Regions from separate parts of the Columba livia genome. Here region 1 is linked to region 2. The links are chromatin contacts, called in public Hi-C maps. All regions are on one chromosome and are shown on one strand. The core of a region is the stretch at or near the end of the contact, and the rest is flanking DNA. Distances in the headings are between cores, read along the strand shown. Region 1 holds the start of CEBPB (CCAAT enhancer binding protein beta). Region 2 has its middle 5.9 kb from the start of PTPN1.

Region 1 (5,361 bases), core at 1,930-4,429, 140 kb before region 2:
GTTTGAGCCATCACCATTACACTAATAGCATCTCCCCAAAGCTGGTGTCCTTCCAGGGACAACTGCTGCAGGCCTGGAGCGCATGAACTGGAGAGCTTGCAAGAAATCCTGGAAAAGGCAGCAATTTCCAGGAAGAAAATGCCTCTACAATGGTTTATTGTAGGTCTGAGCCTGGAGCTGGAAAGTTGTGGCTTCTACAGTACAACAGGGAAACTGGAAAGCAGAATTTAATTATTGACAGAAATGAGCAGTGAGGATGAGATTCTTCCCTCCACCTTTTCACCATCCTGGTATCCTCCTGTTACCCTCCCAGTCCCCTATATTGTTTCAAACATGAATGTAGAGGAATCTGGGTTCTATTGCATCAGATTTTTTTTTTTTTTTTCTGCTCAAAAATGTTGATATCTTTACTAAGTAATTTGGGAGTTATGTCGTCTTCTTCCTCGGCTGACTAGTTCTGAAAAAGAGAAATCATGAAATCACTATAAAGAAGGTGCTTTTCACTGAAGTGCTGCCTTTCTGTTGAAAGTCGCTGTTGGAGCCACGCTCCGGAGGGCTGCTGCCCGCGGGTTCCCCGGATCCCTTCACCTGGCATGTCTGCATGTCTTTTCCTATCCAAAGCGTCTTTCTGAGGAGGTTTTCCAGGCTGATTATTAGCAGCCTTGGCACCTCTCTCCAGGCTAAGCCGTGGTACTTGCAGGGCCAGAGCTTGGTGTGCCCAGACCTCCACCCGTCCTCCGTGCTGCGAGCCTCGCTCTGCACCTGTTCCCGTTTCTAAACCCCCATTTCTGGCCATGCATTTGTTATGACAAGTGCGGAAACGATTTTAAAGAGACCAGAGTTAGCTCAAAACCTGCTTGCCGAATGCTAGGGGTTTGGATATGTGGTTAGTCCCGCCAACAAGGTTCCCATGAGAAGCTGAGAACGGATGTTGGCTTCGTGAGAGTGGATGTTGGGATTTGAGGTGAGCTGGAGGAAGTTTAAAGAGATGCAGGTACAGCAGGGAGGTGAGGGGGGAGAAGGGAAGGAGGGGACACGCCAGCATCCAACCTCAATTACCACCCTGGCTGACGTGTGATCTCGGTGACTATGGGATTACTCAGCACTGGCCTGGAAAGGAGGTGTGGGCCACACCATCCCTGATATAATCTGTTTCACATGATGGTTGCACAGACATTTTATTTTGCTAGGGAAGATCAGCCCGAGTAGGAGGACAACTTCATGCTGCAGAGCAGCAGAGAGTAGGGCAGAACTCTGAAGGCGGCAAATTTAGATCTCAAAAAATATATTGAAAAATTGTCCAGGAAATTTACCAACTAGTTTTAGCGTCCTGTTCTAGCCAATGGCTCTGGCAAGCTGGAGACCTATTGGGGTAATGCCAAGAAATCCTAACCATGCATTTCAGCAGGCCACAACGGCAGGAGACCTTCTGCTTGTGGGTCTCCGAGACGTTTCGGAGGTAGGAAGCACATGAGACCAATTTTCAAGACTTCAGTTGCAAAGGCCAGTTAGGGCAGCCGCTGGATGCAACTGCCAGATCAGAATGCAGGATAAAGACGCAGAATGAGGGAGTAAACAGACAGAAGAACAAGCCCTGGCTCACAGCAACTTGCCAGTATTTGCACCCAATACAGATGTTTGTATTTATGAAGGTATGGGCTCCAACTACAACCTCCAGCCCCAGCTCTCTGGCCAGGCCCAGCTCCAATTTAATCTCTGGTGCATGCACCAAAGATTAACTTGGTAGATAAAGATGGAACTAGAAATATTTGAAGCCTGAAAACCTGTTAGAGTGCTTTTGTTATGGAAAGAAGAAATCCTTTTAAAACATGAAAAGAAAAAGCAAATGAAAAAAAAAAAAAAATAAAGTCGTATGATCCACTGGCTGATTCTTGAATTCTTCCTCTTTTCAAAGTTTTGAGGTTTGAACATTATGGACAGTTGACTGTTTGAATCGTATAATGCAATACCTGTTCCTCTGGCTTAACGTTACAATATTTCCCACACCGCAGGATTGCTTCACATTATTCTAAGAGGCAGTGTCATTTTCCCTGCAGTGCTAGGTCTTCTTTACTGAGGCAAAGGACACTCCTACTTCCTTTAATTATATGTTTTGTTTTAAATTAATGTCCTTTATTCTGGGGATGAATCACCAGCTTGTAGACAGGTAAATGTGGGAGTAAGAGAGTGAAAATTTAAGTTTGATTCCCAAGGTGGGTGTCTTCAATTAAAACGGACATCAAGACTCAGTCTTCCTTCCCAAACTTACCCCACAATTCGAAAAACATTTGCATTCCATGTTTTTATGCACGTATCTCACTTTCCTTCTGAATCATGTCACATTCGGTCTCCTCTGGTTTCAGCGCACAGATTCCCTATCGCTTGTGTACCCTGACAGTTGCACCATATCATGTAAAGTAAATACACCAAGACAAACTTTAAGGCCATCATCCCCGCATGAAGAGACGGGGAGGGGAGCAGGGTTTGCTGGGCTCCCTGGCTGCCTGCAGCCGCAAGAAGGAGGCCTGGAGCAGCACCGTGCCCACTCCACTCGCTGCTGTACAGCTCTCCACAGATCCCTATGGACAGCTCTGCTCGCCAGTGGAATATACTTAGCCAAGCACTGGACGGAGAATAACGGGATCTGTCTTTTATTTGCAGCTTTCTCCCCTGCCTTGGCAAAAGGACTTGGAAAAATCGCTCCTGCCTCGATTTCCCCAGGGGTAAAACGTGCCCCAGGCAGGATCTGTGCCCCAGGCGGGATCCGTGCCCCAGGCGGGATCCGTGCCCACCTCCGCACGGCACCGTCAGCCCCAGCACCAAAGTCCCGCTCTCGGGTGAGAAGCCGGAGCCCGGGCTGGCACACAGGCGGCAGCACCGCCCCGTCCCCCGTGTCCCCGCGGCCCCCCGGGCTGAGCGCGGCCCCTGCCCCGTCCCCGCTGCCCCGCACCTGCGGGCCCTGCCGCCCGCTGCCCTCCTGCCCGGCAGAGCCCGGCTTTATTGCGGCCGGCTCGGCGGGGCACCGCACCGGCACACCCGCCCCGGGTGCCTCCTCCGGGGCCGGGGCCAGCACTTACCGAGCGTGCAGCGTGGCAGGCGGCCAGGCGGTGACGCGCCTGTTGCTATGGGATCCACCGCCCCTATAAATAACTGAGGAAAGGAACTTTCCTAAGTCAGAGACTTTAGGACACGGGACCCAGAACCAGATGGTCCGGAGGAGCCGCGCCAGCTCCCGCCGCAGCAGCCGGAGCGGTGAAGCCCCGCGGCGCCGCAGGAGCTGATCCGGCCCAGGTGGGCAGCGCAGCCGGGGCCGTGCCCAGCGCCAGGGACTGAGGCAGGGTCCGGACCCCCCCACCGCAACGGCGGCAGCTTGATCCTCTGCCGGGGGGGGCCCCTGCGTCGTTTTCTCCTCCCTGCATCCCCCTTTGCTTTCATGCAACGCCTGGTGGCCTGGGACGCAGCATGCCTCCCCATCCAGCCGCCCGCCTTTAAATCCATGGAAGTGGCTAATTTCTATTACGAGGCGGACTGTCTGGCTGCTCTCAACAAGCTGCACCCGCGGGCGGCCGGGGGCCGCTCCATGACCGAGCTCACCGTAGGGGACCACGAGCGAGCCATCGACTTCAGCCCCTACCTGGACCCCTTGGCATCCCAGCCGCCGGCCCAGCCGCCTCCTCCCGCAGCAGCAGCAGGGGGCAACTTTGAGCCTCCCTGCAGCAGCGGCGCCGGCCAAGATTTCCTTTCCGATCTCTTCGCCGAGGACTATAAAGGCAGCGGCGGGAGCAAGAAACCCGACTACACCTACATCAGCCTCGCCCGGCACAGCCACCCCTGCGCCAGCCAGAGCCACAAGCCGGGGGGGCTGCCGGGCTGCTTCCCGCCCCAGATCGTGGAAACCAAAGTGGAGCCGGTCTTCGAGACCCTGGACTCTTGCAAAGGGCCCCGTAAGGAAGAAGGGGGAGCCGGGCCGGGACCGGGGGGCATGTCCTCACCCTACGGCAGCACCGTGCGCTCCTACCTGGGTTATCAGTCGGTGCCGAGCGGCAGCAGCGGGAACCTGTCCACCTCGTCCTCCTCCAGCCCCCCCGGCACCCCCAACCCCTCCGAGTCCTCCAAGTCCGCCGGCGGCGGCGGGGGCTACTCCGCCCCCCCGGCGGGCAAGAACAAGCCCAAGAAGTGCGTGGACAAGCACAGCGACGAGTACAAGCTCCGCCGGGAGAGGAACAACATCGCGGTGCGCAAGAGCCGCGACAAAGCGAAAATGCGCAACCTGGAGACGCAGCACAAAGTCTTGGAACTGACGGCCGAGAACGAGCGGCTGCAGAAGAAGGTGGAGCAGCTCTCCCGGGAGCTGAGCACCCTCAGGAACTTGTTCAAACAGCTGCCCGAGCCCCTGCTCGCCTCCTCGCCTCGCTGCTGACCCCCGGCCGGGCGGAGCCGCCGGTCCCCGCGCTGCTCAGCGCTTCTGTCGGGCCGGGGCGCGGGGGGAGCCCGGGGACGGGTTGGTTGGTTTGGTTTTTACTTTTTGTTGTTGGTTTGGTTTTTTTTTTGGTCTTTATTTACATGTTGGCGGAAGGTCCCTCCGCCGCGCGGGGACCCCAGCGGGGCCGGGGCTGCGACCGGGGGCTGTCCCGGGGGCCCCGGGCGGGCTCCGCAGGCTGCTGGGCGCTGGGTTATTTAAAAGAGCGAGAGGAGAGCAAGGGCGAAGTGATGCAATCCTTTAAGCATGGCTGGGAATGCTGTGTACATGATGCAATCTCGTGTAACTGTCAGTCATGAATTGAGTAATCTGTTAAAGATGTTCCTACAGTTTTTTTTTTATTATAAAGAATAATCTATTTCTATAAGAAAATACATATGTATATTTTGGGATCTATGCATTCTTGCTACATTTGAAGCATTAATGAACAATTTTAATAAACTTTATGACTAGGTTAAAAAAAGCAGCTTGTTTTGTTTTGAAGGCATGTTTAAAGTTAGATTACATGCAGGGTTGAACTTTTAGCTGAATCTGGCTCAACGCTGTGATCAGGGATCAGGATTTCTATTGGTCTCTTGAACTTTCTCTGTGACTCAGAGAAAGGAAAAACAAAAACAAAAACAAAACCCCCAAGAGAAACCCAGCAAAGAGCAGAGCTGGAAGCTTTAGCCAGTTCTTGTTGCCTCATTGTATTTCCTCTAATCACTTGCTTTAGCTGCCGCTTGGGTGTTGTTGGGGAGGAGGTGTTTGTTTTGGGGTTTTTTTTGCACTTCTTGCTGTTCCGAACGTGTAGAGCGAGATGTGCTATCCAAACCATGACCAATCTTTGGCAAGTAACGCCACGTCTGAAGTTGGAGGGAGGAAGAAAAAATAAGGGAGGA
Region 2 (5,308 bases), core at 2,406-4,905:
TCACACACTACAGCAGAAATAAGACACACCTCCAGAAATAACTGGTCTTTAGAGGACAATATAGTTAAAGTGGACATACTCTTATTTTCCTATCACTGTTTTTTTCCATTTAGAGGCTTATCTGAAACTAGAAGGCTCTCATTCTACCACTAGGTAAAAAGAATTTCAGAGCACTTTTTCCACATAAGGCATTTTCTGCCACTACACTGATCTTATTGATGTGTGGTGTTTTGGCATATGCAAGTAGCCCCAAACAGAATCATTTCAAACATGACCTTATCTTGATTTGAAACCGAGTTTACTCTGAATCATTGAAATTGTAGATTTAGTTATGGTGTCTCAAGGTGAAGTCTTTAGTGGCAATACTGGCTTACGGTATTGATACTTGTCTGCTGCAATGTTCCTGCCCCAGCGCGTATGTCTTCTGTCGTCGTAGAACAATTGTTTGTGTAGCCATGTGGTTCACTATAGTGAAGACCTGATCTTGCTTAAAACTAACCCAGAAGAAAATCTAGGGTGTTTTGGTTTTTTATTAGATGAGGAGTTTCCAGCTCCATTTCCAAGTGCAGCTACACAAATAGTTGGGCTGGCGCAGCCGAGGGGTGGGACGCCACAGAAACCAGCGCAGGTGGCAAAGGAGGCGAGGCTGGGCTAATACTGCTCTGGATGCAGCCTCAAGTCTACTCAGCAGTTCATGTCCATAATCTCTTAGCTTCAAACTAAATGTACCGGCTGCAATGAACTCAGAACCAACTGCAAAACCCTACAGGAAACTCAGGTAAATTTGCAACTGGCTTGCACTGAATGCTGTGCTGTGGTCACAGTGATACCAATGACATAACTGTCTCAATAATAAACTAATGGTGTATCAATAACCTAAATTTAGGCTAATGCTTCCTTGCATATGTGAAAACAGCAGCCACAACTTTGCATGATCTGCAGACACTCCCTTGAACACTGGTGTCTTCACACCGATGTGAAAAACATTTATGCTTGCAAGACTACAGTTTTGCAGCCTTGAACACTCACCCATTCTGTAGCCGTGGGATACACAGGTGAAGGCAATTCCAAATTCCGATATGGCATATCTGCTGTAAGGAAAAGGGATTATTTAAGTAAAGGGGTGCTGAAAACATTATCTCATTAATATAAAACATTGCATATAGCATAAAACAGTCAGTAAAAGCCCTGGAGTAAAATACCCTATAATCACAAAACATAGTCATAACATCTTTTACAACAGCAGAGAGCACACAGCACCCAAGTCCTATATGACAGAATCAACTGCATTTTGACATGTTTATTTAGAAAACAAAATAACTTGGCAAGATTTCAACACAGACTTTCCCAAATCTAATGCTGCAAAACTAGCTCCATCTCTGCAAGTGTAATTTTATTTCATTAACATCACATTAGCCATAAAAAAGTCTGCCCGTTAACTATTTCCCCAGTATTTACTGTTTGACCTAAAATTCTTATGAGGAGTAAAATTAAGCAGAGCTGTGATTCCGATGAGCAGTAAGGACTACAGCGCCATCCAATGGTAAAATGGTTTTCAGCAGCTGTGACTTCCTCACAAATTTCTACCTCTAGCTGCTTCTGCCACCGCATGACATTAAACGCGTCCTGCAAAACCCATGAAGTCTGAAAAATAGCAGCTCAAACTTCAGTGTATAGATAATAGATAGATATCCCTTCTTTCCTTGCCACACATAATTCTGCAAATTATTTCGAGGCAGTAAGCAGAGTTTTTGGTATCCTGACCTGTATTTGCAACTTCCATCATCAAATTGCTTTGAACTATGGAGAATGGAGAGAGGATATGAAACATATGTTTGAGTTTGGACAAGCACTTTCCTTTTTTATGAAGTGGAATAAGAAACAAGATACAGTCCTTTCTTTAGGATTCTTCTTTTCTTTTCAAGTTCCACGTTCTAATGGACAATTTACTAACTAAAAACCCTGAATCAGAGTATATTGAGATGAAAAAGCAATGTGGTCCGGGTTACCCAGGTTGGAATTATTCTGAGGAGGGACTGCCTTCTCTGAAGCGCAAAAAGGGTTGTCCTGAGATCACAGAACATTTTCAGTTACCTAATCCTCCATGATTATAAGGATCTAAGTCACCAGTAATGCTTTTAATATTTTCTGTTGTTTTGCTGCAATGCTTTGCAGGTTTTGCAACCTTTAGTATTTTGTAAGGCGGATCATAAATTTCCTATAAGCTGTTAGGAAATGTTTTGCTGCCCTGAATCTGTATGGAGAGTGCAATTTGAGGACTAAATATCTATTAAGTGGTTGCACACATTTGTAGGGCACAGGTCTCTATGATCCTAGAGGCCTTTTTCAGCCCATATTCTTAACTGGAATGTATTTTACACCTTCGGTTTTACCAGGACAAGCATCCAAAAGCGTGGAGCCTGTCGAGTCCCAGTCACTATTACGGTAAACAGGTATTCAACCTGTCTTCAACTTGAATTATAAACCCAGAGATTAATTTACCCTCTTCACATTGCAAGCCAGGACTGGCAATATCATGAAAACAAACCTTCTCATAAAAATTCCAATCCAGTCATTCCTATTACCTATACCATCCAAATCATCGCTAGATTGTGTGATTTTTTTTTTTTTAAATCTGTACTGCTTCCCCAAGATGGAACAAGTTCAGAAATCACTGAAAAAAAGTCCTTCAAAACAAGCCAAGCTATGCAAGGTCAAATTTCCCCACAGAATCATTTCAAAAACTGACATATTTTACCAGTGGAAAAGCTCATCTTCACAATGAGCAATAGAAAGGAACAGTGTAAATAGCTGGATGAGTCAACTCTTAATAACCTTCCATTGACACTTATTGCAAACTTTTCAAAAATACACCGACAGTTTTAAGACCCTATTCTGAAGGAAAATAAAATAGAACTTTAATTATAACTTGATTAAATGGATCAAGGACAATCTTTTCATCCTGCTTTCATGCAGAGCCTAATTTAGAAAGGGACAGTCTCTGCATGAGACCCTACAGCATTGCTACAACATTTTGGGCTAAGTTTTTCACGACATGCAAAATGATGGCCACGGGGTCCCTACAGAAGCCCGCAGCTGCGCTGGGCTTGCTCTGGAGCCGGCACACGAGCAGCTCTGACCGGCAGCAGCGCTGCAGCCTTCCGCAAGTACCTCTGCCCGTGGTTTACATGGCACATCTACCCAGATTCCAAACTTCAGCCTCAGCCTTGGAGAATCAGCAGCAGTGCAATCAGCAATAGGGGATATTGATGTAATTATTGTTAGACAGTCCATTGCACAGAGGAAGACATTCGTTTCATGACATGACCAGCTCTGCTCCTCCCCAGTTGTGTACAGTAACGCTTCCAAAAGGAGACACCGACTAAACAACTTCAGTATTTCCTTAACTCCATGCAGTATTAACTACGGAAGAGAGTGACACCAAGCGGTTACTTCTAACGGTGCAGACATTTCTTGTTGCTACAGGTAATTTTCTCTGCCAGTAGCCCCTTTATCAGAGATCACTTGGAGGCCCCGCTGAACTACTACGGTTTGAGGGGAGGTCAGCGCCACGCGGTGAGTTAGGCGGAGGTAGGCGGCTTCTGAGGGCCATGTCACCGTGCGAACGCGCTGAGGTTCCCCTCAGACACTCACGGTTCCAGGGCACAGCTGCTCGGTGAGCGCAGCACAGCCGTGCGACAGCCGCGCGATGGCGCCATCCCAACGGGCACACCAGAGTGACGTCATTTCCGCGCGGTGAGCCCGTGACGGGAGTTAGTGCGGTGATGGTGTCAGCGGCTCGTCCCCTGCGAGAGGGCGCAGGGAGAACCGGCCGAGATCCTGAATCACGTTTCTGGAGCACTGCAGATCCAAGGTGGCTCTATCCAACCCGATCTCCTGCTAGATGTACAGACATATACCCATGAAAACCTTTTCTACTCACCCTCTCAACCCTTCAACTGAAGGAGCTGTCAGGAAATAACCTGGATCATCTTTGCTTCTAAGCGCAGAAGATGAAAGGCTGAGGGAGCTGGGTGTCCTTGGAGGAGACTGAGGGGTGACCTCATTCATGTTTACAGATATATAAAGGGGGAGTGTCAGGAGGATGGAGCCAGGCTCTTCTGGTGACAACCAGTGACAGGACAAGGGGCAGTGGGTGCAAACTGGAACACAGGAGGTTCCACTTAAATTTGAGAAGAAACTTGTTCCCGGTGAGGGTGGCAGAGCCTGGCCCAGGCTGCCCAGGGAGGTTGTGGAGTCTCCTTCTGTGCAGACATTCCAACCCGCCTGGACACCTTCCTGTGTAACCTCATCTGGGTGTTCCTGCTCCATGGGGGGATTGCACTGGATGAGCTTTCCAGGGCCCTTCCAGTCCCTGACACTCTGGGGTTCTGTTACCAGTGAGACAGCAGCTCAACACTAATTGTACCACCGCTCGAGTCGCACTAGCCAAGTCATTTCATTGCATCTTCTCTGATAAATTGTGAATGATTTCTGACACCAGCATCCTATTATAGCGTTCCTGTGCAGCGCCCAGCACAATATGAATCCTTTGCTAGATTACATGGTCTCCTAGGTCACCAGCCTAAAACTCTGAGTCTAAAATTCTCTACCTGGACTCTCAGAAGTATATGAACTAAAATATTTAATAGTTTCCTATTTCTGCTACTTCCCATTGTAGTCTCTCATCTTGAGACTCCACTAAGCTATATTTTCTAAGTTCCACTCTTAACTGCATATCTCTTCAATAAGCTTTAAAGTTAGGTGAGCCTGAATATTAATTTGTGTATGTAACCTTAGAATGAAAATAATACAAGCTAATGTAAATTTTTACCAACAAAATCACAAGTTAGAACATACTAGGCTTGATCCTGATCTTGCATATAATAATGTAAACCAAGAATAATTTTATCACATTAAAACTTAGGCTAACATCGGAACAAAATCAGAAGCAAACCAGTCTATTTACACTATCTGACAATGTCCAGTTGCCCTGAATTTTGCTCATGAACTTACAGGCACTTCAAAGTAACCAAGGTATAACGTGTGAATCATTAGAGTCTTGTGTGATGTTGGAATATTAGTGATGGGAAAATCAAGATAGAACTGAACTTTCTACAGTAACAATCCTGGATGTTTAATTACAATAAAAGAGAAAACCAGGACAAAGAACGGCTAACACGTAACACCAAAAGGACATACTAGAAGATCCAAGCCTGAGCTCTGTTTCACGTAAGATTGTATTTCTGCTCAACAGAGATACAAATATGTACAGTGCAATATCATTGTGTTGAATGTGAACGACAAG

The links. Hi-C and Micro-C count contacts between places; a contact is called where the count stands out from the background.
Region 1: a contact with region 2 is called in a Hi-C map of crop, with 5 times the contacts expected there. The contact joins the promoter of CEBPB here to the enhancer-like site in region 2. A contact is called at or near these places in 2 of 2 Hi-C or Micro-C datasets (crop and liver).

The regions. Positions count from the first base shown.
Region 1 is chr16:13,247,755-13,253,115 of bColLiv1.pat.W.v2, reverse strand. CEBPB (CCAAT enhancer binding protein beta) reads left to right here and starts at 3,179. Exons shown (of 1, transcript XM_021283779.2): 1 at 3,179-4,943. The coding sequence starts at 3,434. The coding sequence ends at 4,420.
Region 2 is chr16:13,105,173-13,110,480 of bColLiv1.pat.W.v2, reverse strand. No RefSeq gene overlaps it. Among named protein-coding and RNA genes, the nearest start is that of PTPN1, 5.9 kb to the right of the region's middle. Within about 2 kb of position 3,655, at least 3 of the 3 cell types and tissues checked have an H3K27ac peak away from gene starts, as active enhancers do.